4 separate regions of the Mus musculus genome follow, and all the other regions are linked to region 2. A link is a contact called in public HiChIP or PLAC-seq and promoter capture Hi-C data. All regions are on one chromosome and are shown on one strand. Each heading gives the region's core, a stretch centred on a gene start, on an enhancer-like site or on the middle of the called end of the contact. The rest is flanking DNA. Distances are from core to core; before and after follow the strand shown.

The links. Promoter capture Hi-C pulls out the DNA fragments that hold promoters and counts their contacts. HiChIP or PLAC-seq counts read pairs in DNA pulled down with a chosen protein or histone mark.
Region 1: a contact with region 2 is called in an H3K4me3 HiChIP or PLAC-seq map of craniofacial prominence, with 6 times the contacts expected there. The contact joins the promoter of Abcc8 here to the promoter of Sergef in region 2. A contact is called at or near these places in 5 of 39 promoter capture datasets (the 3T3-L1 cell line, cranial neural crest, embryonic stem cells and 1 more), 1 of 115 datasets of contacts at active chromatin or transcription factors (craniofacial prominence) and 1 of 9 other capture datasets (embryonic stem cells).
Region 3: a contact with region 2 is called in a promoter capture Hi-C map of embryonic stem cells, with 4 times the contacts expected there. The contact joins the promoter of Myod1 here to the promoter of Sergef in region 2. A contact is called at or near these places in 17 of 39 promoter capture datasets (the C10 cell line, the HPC-7 cell line, the SN4741 cell line and 9 more), 7 of 115 datasets of contacts at active chromatin or transcription factors (embryonic forebrain, embryonic hindbrain, embryonic limb bud and 4 more) and 3 of 9 other capture datasets (adipose tissue, embryonic stem cells and liver).
Region 4: a contact with region 2 is called in a promoter capture Hi-C map of embryonic stem cells, with 2.4 times the contacts expected there. The contact joins the promoter of Ush1c here to the promoter of Sergef in region 2. A contact is called at or near these places in 3 of 39 promoter capture datasets (the 3T3-L1 cell line, embryonic stem cells and pre-B cells) and 1 of 9 other capture datasets (macrophages).

Annotation. Positions count from the first base shown.
Region 1 is chr7:46,178,537-46,182,022 of GRCm38.p6, reverse strand. It overlaps Abcc8 (ATP-binding cassette, sub-family C (CFTR/MRP), member 8), which reads left to right and starts at 1,990. Exons shown (of 39, transcript NM_011510.3): 1 at 1,990-2,221; 2 at 3,440-3,486. The coding sequence starts at 2,074.
Region 2 is chr7:46,637,801-46,641,190 of GRCm38.p6, reverse strand. It overlaps Sergef (secretion regulating guanine nucleotide exchange factor), which reads left to right and starts at 1,384. Exons shown (of 11, transcript NM_013789.2): 1 at 1,384-1,478. The coding sequence starts at 1,419.
Region 3 is chr7:46,374,343-46,377,906 of GRCm38.p6, reverse strand. It overlaps Myod1 (myogenic differentiation 1), which reads right to left and starts at 1,433. Exons shown (of 3, transcript NM_010866.2): 1 at 608-1,433; 2 at 89-167. The coding sequence starts at 1,234.
Region 4 is chr7:46,236,585-46,239,960 of GRCm38.p6, reverse strand. It overlaps Ush1c (USH1 protein network component harmonin), which reads left to right and starts at 1,471. Exons shown (of 27, transcript NM_001163733.1): 1 at 1,471-1,532. The coding sequence starts at 1,497.

The sequences.
Region 1 (3,486 bases), core at 741-3,240, 460 kb after region 2:
ATGGGCATAGAGAACCTGCCTCACCTGCACGCTAAGCCCCTTTGATCCTGTGATCTCATCCCAGCTCATATGACTTCCTCTCCCCACCCATTTAGAAATGAGAAAAATGAAGCTCAGAAAGGTGACTGGCCACATAAGAAGTTATGTAGGAATCTGGCCATATGCTATCTCACGATGGGGATGTGCTCTGAGAACTATCACTAGGTGGCACCACTGAGCACACAGCAGCAGAGCCTCTGGTCACTGTACTGAGATACCTATGACAGCAGAAGGCAGTCTAGTCTAGTATGTCCCCTCCCCACAAAGCCCTCGGTATGAATGCAGTCCTCAGTTGCCTGAAAGGTTGTGCATCCATGACAACGTGGCTGAGCATGTAACTGCACAAAGAATAATGCAGAAATGTAGAGAAAAACCTAAAATAAAAGAAAACTCCAGCCTAGGGCAGGAAGGTTGAATTTGAGGCTAATGTGGGCCACACAGTGAATTCAGGGCTACATAGCAAGATTCCATCAATGAGGAGCAGGAGAAAAAGGAGGGAGAGGAGGAGGAGGAGGAGGAGGAGGAGGAGGAGGAGGAGGAGGAAGATGATAATTATGATGATATAAGAAAAAAGGAATGCTAGAGTCCACAGCAGTGGGAGTGGATACATGCATGTGCTTATAGTATCACATCCACAGGCAAAACCAGAAAGGATAAGCTTGGTCTCTGATCCTCCCTTGCTTGCTCTCTGGTCCTCCCTTGCTTGCTCTCTGGTCCTCCCTTGCTTGCTCTCTGACCCTCCCTTGCTTGCTCTCTGATCCTCCCTTGCTTGCTCTCTGATCCTCCCTTGCTTGCTCTCTGATCCTCCCTTGCTTGCTCTCTGGTCCTCCCTTGCTTGCTCTCTGGTCCTCCCTTGCTTGCTCTGTAGTCCTCCCTTGCTTGCTCCCTGGTCCTCCCTTGCTTGCTTCCTGGTCCTCCCTTGCTTGCTCCCTGGTCCTCCCTTGCTTGCTCTCTGGTTCTCCCTTACTTGCTCTCTGGTCCTTGCTTGCTCTCCTACTGCTCACCTAGCTCTCTCCACTCTTACACAGTCCAGGGCCCTGTTCATGAAATAGTGTTGCCCACAGTGGGCTGGGTCCTCCCACAGTAATTAATAATCAAGACAGTTAGCCACAGACATACCCACGGGCCAGCCTGATTTAGGCAATTCCTCAACTGAGGCTCTTAATTGATTCTAGGTTGTGGCAAGTGGACAATTAAAAACTATCAGGCACTGGGGAGAAGTCCCCGTGGTTAAGAGTATTCCCATGGGCTCTCTTGAGGAGACCAAGTTCTGTTCCCAGTAACGCCCATGCCAGGCAGCTCTCAACCAATAATTCCAGCTCCAGGGGATCCAAGTTCCTCTTCTGGCCTCTATTGGTACCTACACACACACACACACACACACACACACACACACAGAGAGAGAGAGAGAGAGAGAGAGAGAGAGAGAGAGAGAGAGAGAGAAAACCAATCTTTAAACAAACAAACAAAAACAAAACAAAAACCCTAATCACCACAAGGGAAGAGAGCTAGATTCAGGCCAGGTTCCCACTGGCTAGCAAGGACACCTTGAATCTTTTAGGGGAAAGATCGGGACAGGCTGTGAGGTCACTCTGCGACCCCGCGCCAGAGACACTTGAAAATTCCCACGCACCCTCCTAAGTTCAAGTTCTTTAGTTTCTTTGGACCGAATCGGGTACGGGCTTGTGCCACTCTGTTCCTATGGGGACCCCTCTGATCTACATCCAGCTGAGCCTAGTTCCAGAGAATCAACATTCGGGAATCCCAAATCCACGCACTCCGGGCTCACCCGGATCATCTTGGTTACTACTCCCACTCAGACACCGCCTCGCCTGCGCACCCAGCGCACGTGCGCATTGGGTGAGACCCCACCCTCGCCCCACAAGAGCAGCTGGAAGGGCGGGGCCCAGCGGCAGGTGGGGGCGGGGCGGGCCGGGGCGGGGCGGGGCGGGCCGTGCGGGAGCCCAGGGTGCTGCGAGGAACAGAGGCGCGGGAGGCGCGCGGAGCCAGAGCAGAGCCCGTGCGCGCGCCACCATGCCCTTGGCCTTCTGCGGCACCGAGAACCACTCGGCCGCCTACCGGGTGGACCAAGGTGTCCTCAACAACGGCTGCTTCGTGGACGCGCTCAACGTAGTGCCACATGTCTTCCTGCTCTTCATCACATTCCCCATCCTCTTCATCGGTGAGCGCGCGCCCAGCGACGGAGGGCGGGAGGACGGGTGGGGGAAGGACGAGTGGCCGGGGTGGGGGTGGCGCGCGGCCCCGGCAGTCCCGCACCACCGGCTTGCTGGTCTTCCTGGGTCCCCTGCTGTGCGTCTCTTTTTTTTTCCCCTCGCACCCTCCCCTATCCTTGAACTCGCGCCAGACACGATGGGCGCTAGCGACCTTAGGGATCCCCAAGTTTTGCTACCGCAGAGCCTGACTCGGGATGGGGCTCTGCACGCGAGGGAATCGGCCTCACCCTGAGTGACGCTGCGGCGGGAGCCAGGCCATCCTTTCCCCCCGGCCGTGCTGTCACAGACTCGGGAGGGAGCTCAGACTCCAGCCAGGGAGGTTGGTGGTGGAGGTCAGCGAGCTGTTCCGGTGGCCCAACTTCCCGACTTTGGGCAGAGCATTTCCCAGGCCCGGGGTCCGTTCCACGTTGCAAAGAGATAGAGTTTGGGTGCCGGTATCCCGCCACCCCCAAAGGCAGTTCTTCTCTTGTAACTTCTTCAGGACAGTGTGAGTCAACTCAGATCAGATTTAGGAACCCCCTTCGACTCCCAGCGCGCTTGCCTGAAAGTGGTCTACAAAGTTGGGCGCCCAGTCTGGTCCCTTCCTCTCCACATCCTTGAATCTCTCAGGCCAATCAGCTCTGTTCAAAGAGTGTTGACTGTTCATTTACATTAATTAAGAGAAATAGCAAATCTTTAAAACTCTTTAGGGTAGAAGGCCGAGGTGGCCATTGAACTAAATTAGTAAAAAGTTGCTGAGCCGGGCTATCCTGGAAATCTCGGTTCTTGGGAGGTGGGGGCAGGAGGATCAGGGAGTTTAAGGTCATCTTCAGTTACATAGGAAGTTCAAGGCTCGTGTGGGCAACATAAGACCCCGTCTCAAAAATAAATAAATAAATAAATAAATAAATAAATAAAGAGCTGCTGCAGAAGGAAGCTGCTAGTTACTGACAGAGGTAAATGATGTGCATGCCCATATGTCTAGCAGAAACGAAACAGAATGGGTAGACAGTCACACAAGAGGTCAGTGTGGTGGTCCCTGCTTAGGACCGGCCTGCAGGCTCAGGCTTTGTGCCTGGATATCCAGTTCATATGCTCATCCCTGGGGAAGGAGGATTTGCATGGTCTCCTTATCACCATGCTGGGCCTCCAGGTGGGCGTCCTGCCTTCTGCGTCTCTCCCCACAGGATGGGGCAGCCAGAGCTCCAAGGTACACATTCACCATAGCACCTGG
Region 2 (3,390 bases), core at 135-2,634:
AGCATGGGACCTACCCAGGAGGGTGACTGATATGCCCAATCGTCCCATTGGAGACAACTGGTTTTCTCTTTCTCATGAAGTATTGATTGCAAATAGCTTCTTCGTCAGGGAGGGGCCTTTGTGCCCACTTCTCTTCTTCAGTGCTGGGATTTTGTCTGTAAAACCAGAGACTGTTGACAGCATGCACAAGACCCGCACAAGTCCACCTTACCGTGCAATGTGCAAGTTACTGGCATTTCTTGCTTCCGGAACTGCTGGTAAGACACCTTTCTATTATACCCTGTTGTGACTTCCTATTAGAACAGGCTGGAAAGAAGTGATCAAAATGGCAACAGCAAACCGGTGAACAGCACATGGAATCTCTCACGGCTTCTATTTTCTCTTTCTGGAGTAAGAGCAGCTTTGCCTGGCTTGTCTGGATCTTTCTAAGCACCACCACCAAACTTTTCAAGAAACCACAGTGTGGAGGAGGAAAGACCAAGGGTGGCTTCCCTCACAAGACACAGCAGACAGTAACATGTCAGTAGCATGAACAGGTGAGACCTAGACAGAAGCTTCCCTGACACATTTTCCAATGTGAGGGTCTAGGAAGAAAAGGAAGGCGAGGCCTTGAGACCTGTCTGTACAGGGGCCAGAGCTACGAATGCAGATCATCGCCTTAAATGGGACATGATCTTTTTGTCCTCCTTCCAGATTCCAGATTCCAAATTCCATTTCCCCCAGTGTGCACTGGTACACTGTATTACTAAACTCTCACCAACATCACGACAACGTTGATAGAAAGCTGTATTGTATGAAAATCTATCTTGGATGAGAATTATCTATGCTCGTGATTAGAATTAGGGCAGATGGTGCGGGGCCGCGGAGAGTAGGGAGAACGCAGGGGCACATCAGACAATAGCCAGCCCCAGTTGTGTCACCAGTAGTGGGTTTCCGCTGTGGAAGGCTAACACGGCTCCCCAAGACTCTCGGGTTCCCAAACGCACAGCGAAGCGGGCCAAGGTAGCTTCGTGAAGACTCAGGACTGGACTCTTGCCATCTTCAGTTCAGGTCCCTTCCCACCGTGCTGTTGCACCCCTGTCAGGTCATCTGCTCTGGGCAGCGTGGGACAGGTGGCGAGTTTTCCAGATTACTGAACATGGTGCAGAATTACGAGTGTGGGTGTAGTAAGGCACCTCCGGGTGTGTTCCCTGGCGGCCGCGAGGTGCCTGCTGACAGTGCTTTGGTTGAGTCCCGGCGCTCTAGGGCAGGACCATACCTAGCTACGTCTTGCTCCAGTCCCATTAGCCCCTCCTAATCCCTAATTTTACCCCGCCTCCATCCCGCTGACCGCGCCCAGCTCCCGGACTCGCCCTGCCCCTGGCCTCCGAGGCCCCGCCCCGCGTCAGCCCTCCCGGAAGCGCCGGCTGAGCGTGTGCATGGCGCGGGAGTCCTGCGCCTCCGAGACTGTCTCTGCCGCTGCTGTGCTCTTCGCCTGGGTACGTGGCTCCGCCCCCGGGCTAGGGCAGAGACGAAGGGGCGAGGAGACCCGGGAGCTCCCGGCGTCTGCGTGGGTGGCAGGGAGCTGGGAGGCGGCGGCCCGAGCTAGGGTCCTGGATTGGAGGATCCTGGGTTGCAGCAAGGAGGAGAGGGTGCGGAGGGAGGGTCTCCCCGCAGTGCCTGAGGGGCCTACTGCTAGCTGTGGGATGAGGACCCGAGGGACTGAAGCACTTCGGGAGGACCCTGCATCCAGAGCAAAGCATCCATTCTGGGAAAGCGCTCGGCCGCCAGACTGCCTAGAAAGACAGCGTGGAGGCTTGGCAGAGAGATCTCGGTCCCAGAGCTCCTGGGGCCACCTGTGTCATCGAACCTGCCTTTTGCTTGGAGGATGGAAGGCTTCTTTCCAGCGCCATCACCCTGGGGAGCGTCCTGTGGATGTGAGGCCTGTGGAGTATGGCCGCGCAAGGCACAGACCCTGCGTATTTGCTGTTACTCGGCTGTGACCAAATCTTTTCTCTTCTGGGGGTGTGGAAGTCTGGGCTGGGCAGGTTTGACACTGCACTTTGACTGACCTATGGTCATCCTTCCGTGTGATTGGAGAGGAGGCTTTATACCCACGAGTGTGGGGGACATGCGTGACAGCATGCATATGTCGGGTGTTGCTGTTCTTAGTATTAAATACCAAAATTGTAATGGAATGCATGATTTGTTAACGGCAGTCTCCTTGACTACAGCGGAGGTGTTCTTGAGAGCGAGTACTGAGCCAGTGGTGTTCACATTGTCTCTCTTGGTGCCTGGCATCTTGTAGACCCCAGGGAAATATTTGTTGACTAAAGAATGAATGAATGAATGAATGAATGAACGAGCGAATGAAACGAATGAATGAGTACTTGTGTGCACAGCCATCTGTTAATGTTTGGGAAATACATAGCTATTCCCAGTTCTTGTGATAGAGGAAGCCATAACAGCTATGTTTTTTGCCAAAATTAGAATTTATCTATATACCTTTCACTTGTTGAGTGTAAGGCTGTCAGAAAGGAGAGCATGGCTTGGCCTGGCTGGCTGGCTCAACTCCTTGAAGTAGCACTTGAACGAGGCTTGGCAGGGGGGGTGGGAGGTGGGGGTTGGGGGGTGGGGTGGGGGTGGGCGTTAGTAACTGAATGTGTTGCTGTCATTTTCCAGCCTGGAGACTGCTGTCTTTTTGGACAGAGGAAAAACACCTGATAGGAAAAGCCTTTCAGCTGTGGCCTTGAATGGACAGAGACAGAACCAGGGCTGAACCTAGTGTGTTTGGAGGCCTGCTGGGGTATTCCTCCTGCTGCGTAATCAGGGAGCATGTATTAGTTGGCCTCCGCTGCCGCTGCCGCTGCCGTGACAAAACACCACAGGCTGGGTTCTTAGACAATAGACATTTATTTTCTCTGTGTTGGAAGTTGCAAGTCCGAGATTAAGGTGTGGGCACTTTTGGTTTCTCTGGGGCCTCAGGTGGCTGTTTCTTTGTGCATGGGCATCCTTGGTGTCTTGGGAAGAGACTAGACAGACTGGATTATGGTCTGTCTCATCATTTAACTTTAATTACCTTTTTAAAGGTGTGTCTCCAAATACAGTCATATTCTGGTATGTCAGAGGTTAGGGCTTTGACATAGGCATTTTGAAGGAACACAATTCATCTTGTTCCAAGTGGTTTTGTGTTTTGTGTGTATGTGTGTGTGTGTATGCACACGCTGTGTCTGGACCCTTTGTAAAGAAGGAAGGTATACACAGTTGTCATAGGGTATATTAAATTTTTCTTTACCTAGCTTTATCCTGGGTTTAGGGCCCTTATTGCACCACAGAAGTTGATACAAAGCATGAACCCCGGATTGCTCTAGCCTGGCTTCTCTCTTAGATGTTCAGCAGCCTGAAAGCCTG
Region 3 (3,564 bases), core at 184-2,683, 260 kb after region 2:
TACTAAGCCTAGGGAGCGAGGAAAGTTTCAAGGGGGATACAGAAGGCCGATAAAGGCCTGCTAGCTGGGAACAGCTGAGAATACGCACCGCGCGCCGCCTCACTGTAGTAGGCGGTGTCGTAGCCATTCTGCCGCCGGGGGCCGCTTGGGGGGCCGCTGTAATCCATCTGCGAATAGCAAGGATAACAGAGTTAGGTCTACAGGGCCCGAGTGGGTCTCAAGCAACACTCCTTGTCATCACCCCTCCCTCACTCCCTTAGTCTCAGCTGCTGGTTCCAGGACTGGGTCAGCCCCAGGTGGTAGGAGCCAGCCACACACTGGAAGCTGTCGCATGCGGGGCCAAACTGAGAGTGGACAGTCACTCAGGAACAATAATCTGCATTAGGGTAATAATGAGAAGGAAAAGCATATCCCGGGGTCTGCGCAGCAGTGTTCCACCCCCAATCGGCAGAATCATAGATGCCCTGGGTCTCCAAAGCGACTCCAGTGTCAGATGCCAGGAGCATCTAGGTATAAGGGACACCCCCACCCCAAGGGCCTCGGAAACCTGTTGCAGATACCCCAGGCGCCGCCTCCATTGCTCATCCTCCTGAGCCCCCCGCCTTACCATGCCATCAGAGCAGTTGGAGCGCGGGCTGGATGCATCTGAGTCGCCACTGTAGTGCTCGCTGCCACGGCCTGGGGGCAGCGGTCCAGGTGCGTAGAAGGCAGCGGCGCCAGGGGGCGCGGCGTCCTGGTCGCGCAGCAGAGCCTGCAGACCTTCGATGTAGCGGATGGCGTTGCGCAGGATCTCCACCTTGGGTAGCCGCTGGTTCGGGTTGCTGGACGTGCAGCGCTTGAGCGTCTCGAAGGCCTCATTCACTTTGCTCAGGCGGCGGCGCTCGCGCATGGTGGCGGCCTTGCGGCGATCAGCGTTGGTGGTCTTGCGCTTGCACGCCTTGCAGGCCCACAGCAAGCAGCGACCCGCCTGGTGGTGCCCGCTGGGCGCGCGCACATGCTCATCCTCACGAGCGCCTGGGCCTGGGTGCACCGCAGTAGGGAAGTGTGCGTGCTCCTCCGGTTTCAGGAGGGCTCCCATGTGCACCAGGCGCGGGTCCAGGTCCTCAAAAAAGCGCAGGTCTGGTGAGTCGAAACACGGGTCATCATAGAAGTCGTCTGCTGTCTCAAAGGAGCAGAGAGAGCCGTCGGGGCCTGTCAAGTCTATGTCCCGGAGTGGCGGCGATAGAAGCTCCATATCCCAGTTCCTGGGTCCAGCCTCAACCCAAGCCGTGAGAGTCGTCTTAACTTTCTGCCACTCCGGAACCCCAACAGTACAATGACAAAGGTTCTGTGGGTTGGAATGCACACCGGCTGTCCTCTACCCCTCCTCCCTGTCCTGTCCTGTCAGAGGAGTGGTGAAGAAAGCAGTCGTGTCCTGGGGCGTCCTGGCCCCTAGCTTCGCGCCAGGCGCCCTGGGCTATTTATCCAGGGTAGCCTAAAAGCCCGGGAGCTGGAAAGGGAGGCTGGGGGCGGGGGCGCCTCAAGCCAATAGGAGTGTAGTAGGGCGGAGCTTGGGGTCCCCAGGGTAGCCACTGGGGCCAGGGAGTGCCCCCTCCCGCGACTCTGTGCTGGGGCAGCTGCCTAGCTAGGAAGGAGGGCAGAGAGACTGGCAGCCATACGCGGTAGCACTTGGCTATCTGGTGCAGCCTGCCCAAGCCTCTCCAGTGTCTACTCCTCCAGCCTGTACTGACCTCAGTGCTCACTTCGGAGCTGACCTCGGACTCCACTCTGGAGACCAGGCAAAGCATAGGAGTTAGAAATCAGATTGCAGGAGGTTTGGAGAGAGACTCAAGGCTACGGGACAATGAAAGTTCTAGAGAAGAGTGGAGAAATGATGACACACCCAGAGAAGTTGAGCCAAGGACAAAGTGGGCAAGAGACAGTGAGACTCAGAAGGTCTAGGTGAGCAAGCCTGGCACAAATGAATCGGTGGCAGTGCTATTTGGTCATTCTCCATCTGGGAATGGCTCAGAGAATATCTGTTCTTCCACGGGAAGCTTAGAACCCCAGCGCTGTCCTTGCATGCGTAGTGGGAATCATCATTAAAACTTCAAGCCATTCTGCTCAAACTCCGGGTGGACAGTCCAAGGAAAAGAGGGAGGGAGAGAGAGGGAGGCTCCCTCCAACTTACTTTCTGTGAGTGTCTAGAGACCCATGGGGGTCTAGGTTGATCTGTTTCTACCGAGAAGAAGAAAACCTGTTTGCTATGGGTTTGTGCCATCTTGCTCTGAGTGAACCCTGGGAAATGCCTTTCTTAAGGATCGTGATGGCTGGAACCTGGCCTGACAACCTCACCTACTGTAGAGTTGGTAGAGTCGGCATAACTTTGTTGAGATGACCTCTTCCCAAGTCTGTATCCACTTCATATCCAGGAACAATGACAATGTCCAGGGGGTAACTGTGGTGATGGGTGAGAATCCAAACCAGGGATGGATGTGGAAATGTCAGTGGAGGTGGGAGACTTGCTTCTGTTTCCAGCACCTGCCTGCCCGCTTGCATAGCATAACCAGCAACCTTCTCTGGCTTTGCCTGCAGCACTGAGATCTGGCAGAGGGCTCTGGGGGCTCTGGCTCTGTTCTTCTGGAGACTTCAGCTGGGTCTCTTCCAGCAGGCTAACTGGGGAGGTAAGATCAAAAGGAAGGAGCCACCTTGTGGGATCTCTGGCTCTCCTACACATCCCAACACACCCCAACCCTGGGATGTTCATGCTTTTGGGGGGCTCTGGCTAGAAGCCTTCCTTGGCTATGGACTTTTGCTATGTCTTCTCTCCCGGATGCCAGGAATCCAAGCAAGGGTGACGTAGGTGTCTTTCCCACTAACTTCTGGAAGCCATTTTAACTGTTCCTTTTTACAAACTGGAAAGCCCTCTCTATCCATCAGACTCACCCAGGAACCTCTTTTGAAGTCCAACGGTTTTTGTCTCTGATACTGGCGGTGCTGATAGACCCCATCATGAAGTGCTTACACTTTACACCATGGTTTCACTTTGTTTATTCATTCAGCATTCACCATGGCTTATCTATCACAGACCAGCTACTGGTCCAGGTATTGGGAACCCAGCAGTAAGCGCAACCAAGGCCCTATGCACATAGTTGAATTATAGGTAGGTCAATCAAGCAAGGAACTTTGTGGTGTCAGAGATTTACAAATTCCACAAAACGAAACGAAATGAATGAAATGAAATAAAATAAAATAAAACAAAACAAAGCAAAAAAAAATAATAATCTCTATTCCAGCAATCAGGGAAGGTTCCTCTGGGATGGTTGTGTTCGTGTAGTGCCCTGGATGAAGGGAGACAGAAGCTACTTCTAGCAGGTATTTAGAGTTAGAGAGAAGGGCAAACATGTGCAAAGGTCCTGGGACAGGACTGTGCTTGACTGCTTTAATGCACAGCAAGTAGACTCAAACTCAGCTTGTGCCCCCCCAGCTTGACTGAGAGCCACCATTCTTCTTAATGGCTCCATTCTAGTTTTTTCTTCCAGTTCTCCTCCTCCTCCCCCCTCCTCCTCTTCTTCTTCCCCCTCT
Region 4 (3,376 bases), core at 222-2,721, 400 kb after region 2:
GAGCATGGGGGTTCTGTTCCCAGCATTCACATTGCATACAACTGTTTATAATTCTAATGCCAGGAACCCTCTTCACAGCCTTCACAGCAGCAGACATGCACACTGTGTGTGTGTGGTTGTGTGTGTGTGTGTGTGTGTGTGTGTGTGTGTGTGTGCAAGCAAACATTCATACGCAAAAATAAAAATAAACTTCAAAAAAGAGAAGAAAAGGGGTTGGAGAGATGGCTCAGTGGTTAAGAACACCGACTGCTCTTCCAGAGGTCCCGAGTTCAAGTCCCAGCAACCACATGGTGGCTTGCAACCATCTGTAATTGGATCTGATGCCCTCTTCTGGTGTGTCTGAAGAGAGCAACGGTGTACTCACATAAAAGAGAAGAAAAAAGAGAATCAAAGGTGTAAATTGAAAGAGGATTGCATCCCATGTGGTCTTTTCTGGACCACTAAATGCCCCATAAGCCTTTCTGTCCAGTTTCTGACTTACTCAGTTAATGACAAAGAATCCTAATTAGCATTAACTGTCTACTTGACATGACCTAGAGTCAGCTGAGAGCAAAGCCTAGGTCTGATTAACCTGTGGACTTGTCCGTGGGGACTGCCTCAAGTATTAATTGATGCAGGAGGCAGTAAAGGAGAGAGGCTGGACTACAGCCTGGCTACTGACTTACAGAAAGCCTATGGTGACCGCAGCATCCCTCTGCAGGTGGTCCTGAGTCTTATAAGCATGCTCGCTAAGCATGAACCTGGGAGCACGAGAGTCAGAGCACGAGAGTGAGCCAGCAGGACACATTGATTCACGCTCCTGTTTGGGTTCCCGCCTTTGCCTCTGTCAGCAATGGAACAGAACCTGGAAGCCTAAGATGGAATAGAGCTCTCCTTCCCCAAGTTGCTTCTGAGCACAGTGTTTTCCACAGCACCAGAGTGGTACTAGATCAGAAGCTGAGAATCCGGATCATTCTCGCAAGTTATTTCCCCAGGCATACAACTTATACTTATACCTTAGTCTAGGCCATAATTTAGCCACCATGAGAATAGGCTGCTTGCTGGCAAATGGCAGAGAGATCTAGAGAAGAGCCTTCTTGTGTCTCTGAAGTTACAACTGTGCCTGCCTCTGCTACACATTCACTTCAAGGCCTGCCTGGGCCACATGAGATGCTCTTTCAGAAAGGAAAAGCAGTCTCAAACTACCCCTGACCCCTACTGCCCTGTGTCTCCTCCATCTTAATGTGTGTGTGGACCACTCTGGAAAACACTGCCAGCCTCACTAACTAAGCCACCATTAGCACATCCACACGACGAGGCTTCTTTTCTTCCAGGGCCGCCCGGCTGAACTGCAGGACAGGTGACCCCGCCTCCGGGCTGTCCCCACCCCTGCTTCTTCCAGGCCCCACCCCTAGCTCTGAGGGAGGCAGGTCCTGTCCTGGCAGCTAACCTGCCAGAGCACCGCAGCCAGGCACCCTAAGAAGTGGAGCTGCAAAGCAACTGGATCAGGCTCAGTCATGGACCGGAAGGTGGCCCGAGAATTCCGACACAAGGTCAGAACTGAGAGGGACAGACAGTGAGGGGGCCACATTGGTTCTTCAAAGTCCTCCAAGACCTAATGTGTTTTCCAGATTACAGGGTCTGTGGAGGCCACAGAAGGTCACTGAAGGACAGGGGACCCAGTGGTGGCCTCCTAGCAGGTCCCAGATGGGGGTAAAGCCATGTCAACAGCTCATCACAGGTCCTGCGCAAGGAAGGGAGCTGTATACACACCCTGCCGCTTGATACCAAGCCCTTTCAGTCTGAAGGGTCTGAGTGCCTAAAGCTCACTCTGGGTGTCCCCTCTCCTCCCTTCCACACAGAGACCCAGAGATGCCCGGAAGCCAGTCACTGTGGAACCACAGAGGCTACAGGGCCAAGAGCTCTGGCCCAACGTCAGGGGTCAGCCAATCACTCATTTAAACGTGTCCTGAGCACTTAGCCATTCCGTGTCAGATCCCGTCTGCACCCTACCATGGCTTGCCCAGTGTGGATGGGAGGCAGGCCTTGGGCACAGAGGTTCGGTAGGGGCCGCAGGGGTGAGAGCTTCCTAAGCACGCGCCGAGATGCTCCTGCCCCCACTCCCAGTCGTGAGAAGTGGCAGAAAATTCAGCAGGGAAGGGGGGGGGCACCTGTTGAATTGTCAAGGGGACCATTTGTGTTCGGTGATGTGCCTTGAGCCCAGAGATGTGTGTGTTTCAGGGTCAGGGCAGGGAGGGGGGGAGACAGCTCAGCTGCAGTTAACATTTGCTGAGTGTCGATTTCAGTCAACCCACTTTAAAGGCTCCTGGCTCCTGTCTGAGCTTAAATTTCTCTTTCCTGGCCTCAGGCTGGGAGTAACGTAAAGTCGGCTTCTCTTTCAATTTCTTGCAGTGGAGTTACCTACACATTATCTCTTTGGAGAGGATCACCCCCAGGGTCCCTGATGCCTGACTTGACTGTACATTCACCTCTATTCTTCCTCTCCCGGTTCTAGAGGGCCTCAGGTCTCTGCATTTCCGTGTCCGGGCTCCTCCTCAGAGTCATTATCTATTAATGTTCTCATGTCACAGCCAGGGCAGGCATCCTAGCGAGCAAGGCCTGGGCTGGACTTTGTGCCCTGTAGTCTCAGACATAGCAACAGCCTTCCTCTCTCGTGCTGCGGATCATCCAGGCACTGAGAGGAAAGGTGAGGTTGAGAGACAGGCGAGCTGGGTGAGATTTACAGCTTTCCAAAGACCCCCTTCCTGAGTGTTTTGGGGAAATTCTCTCCTAAGCAGAAGTTTACAGTCTAACTCTTTAGTTGCTAGAGGTACTGTTTAAGGTAATGTGTTGTCATGGCTGACACTGGGTGACCTCCCTGTGACTCAGGTCCCAAATTTGTGAATTGAGCATACTGTTTAATAACATTATCATGAAGGCTGAATAAGGGGTGTGTGTGTGTGTGTGTGTCCGAGTGTGTGTTATGTAAATTGAACTCTTGGAGAGTCCCAACACTGAGGGTCAACTCTCATCTCTGCCACTCACTGACCTTGAGCGAGCCACTGGATCTCTGAGCTTTTGTTTCCTTCGTTGTGAGGGGGTTGTGCTGTGCTGTGTGTGTGTGTATGTGAGAGACAGGATTAGGTAGGAATTGAGTGTGGATGCTCGGATCCCCAGCCAAAGTCTGTGTGTGTTACTGTAAATGTTCGCTCCAGTTCTTGGTCTGTTCTGGTCCAAAAGCAGTCAACGGCACCTAAAACACTAACTTTCCTTCCCAGATGGAGGGAACGGCCTTGGGATGGAAAGGGCCGGGCCAGGATGACCAGGGACTAAGGTCTCTCCCTGGAGCTGTGTGGAGCATCAGCTTTTCAAAGCAGCCTCTTTGTTCCCAGCTGCC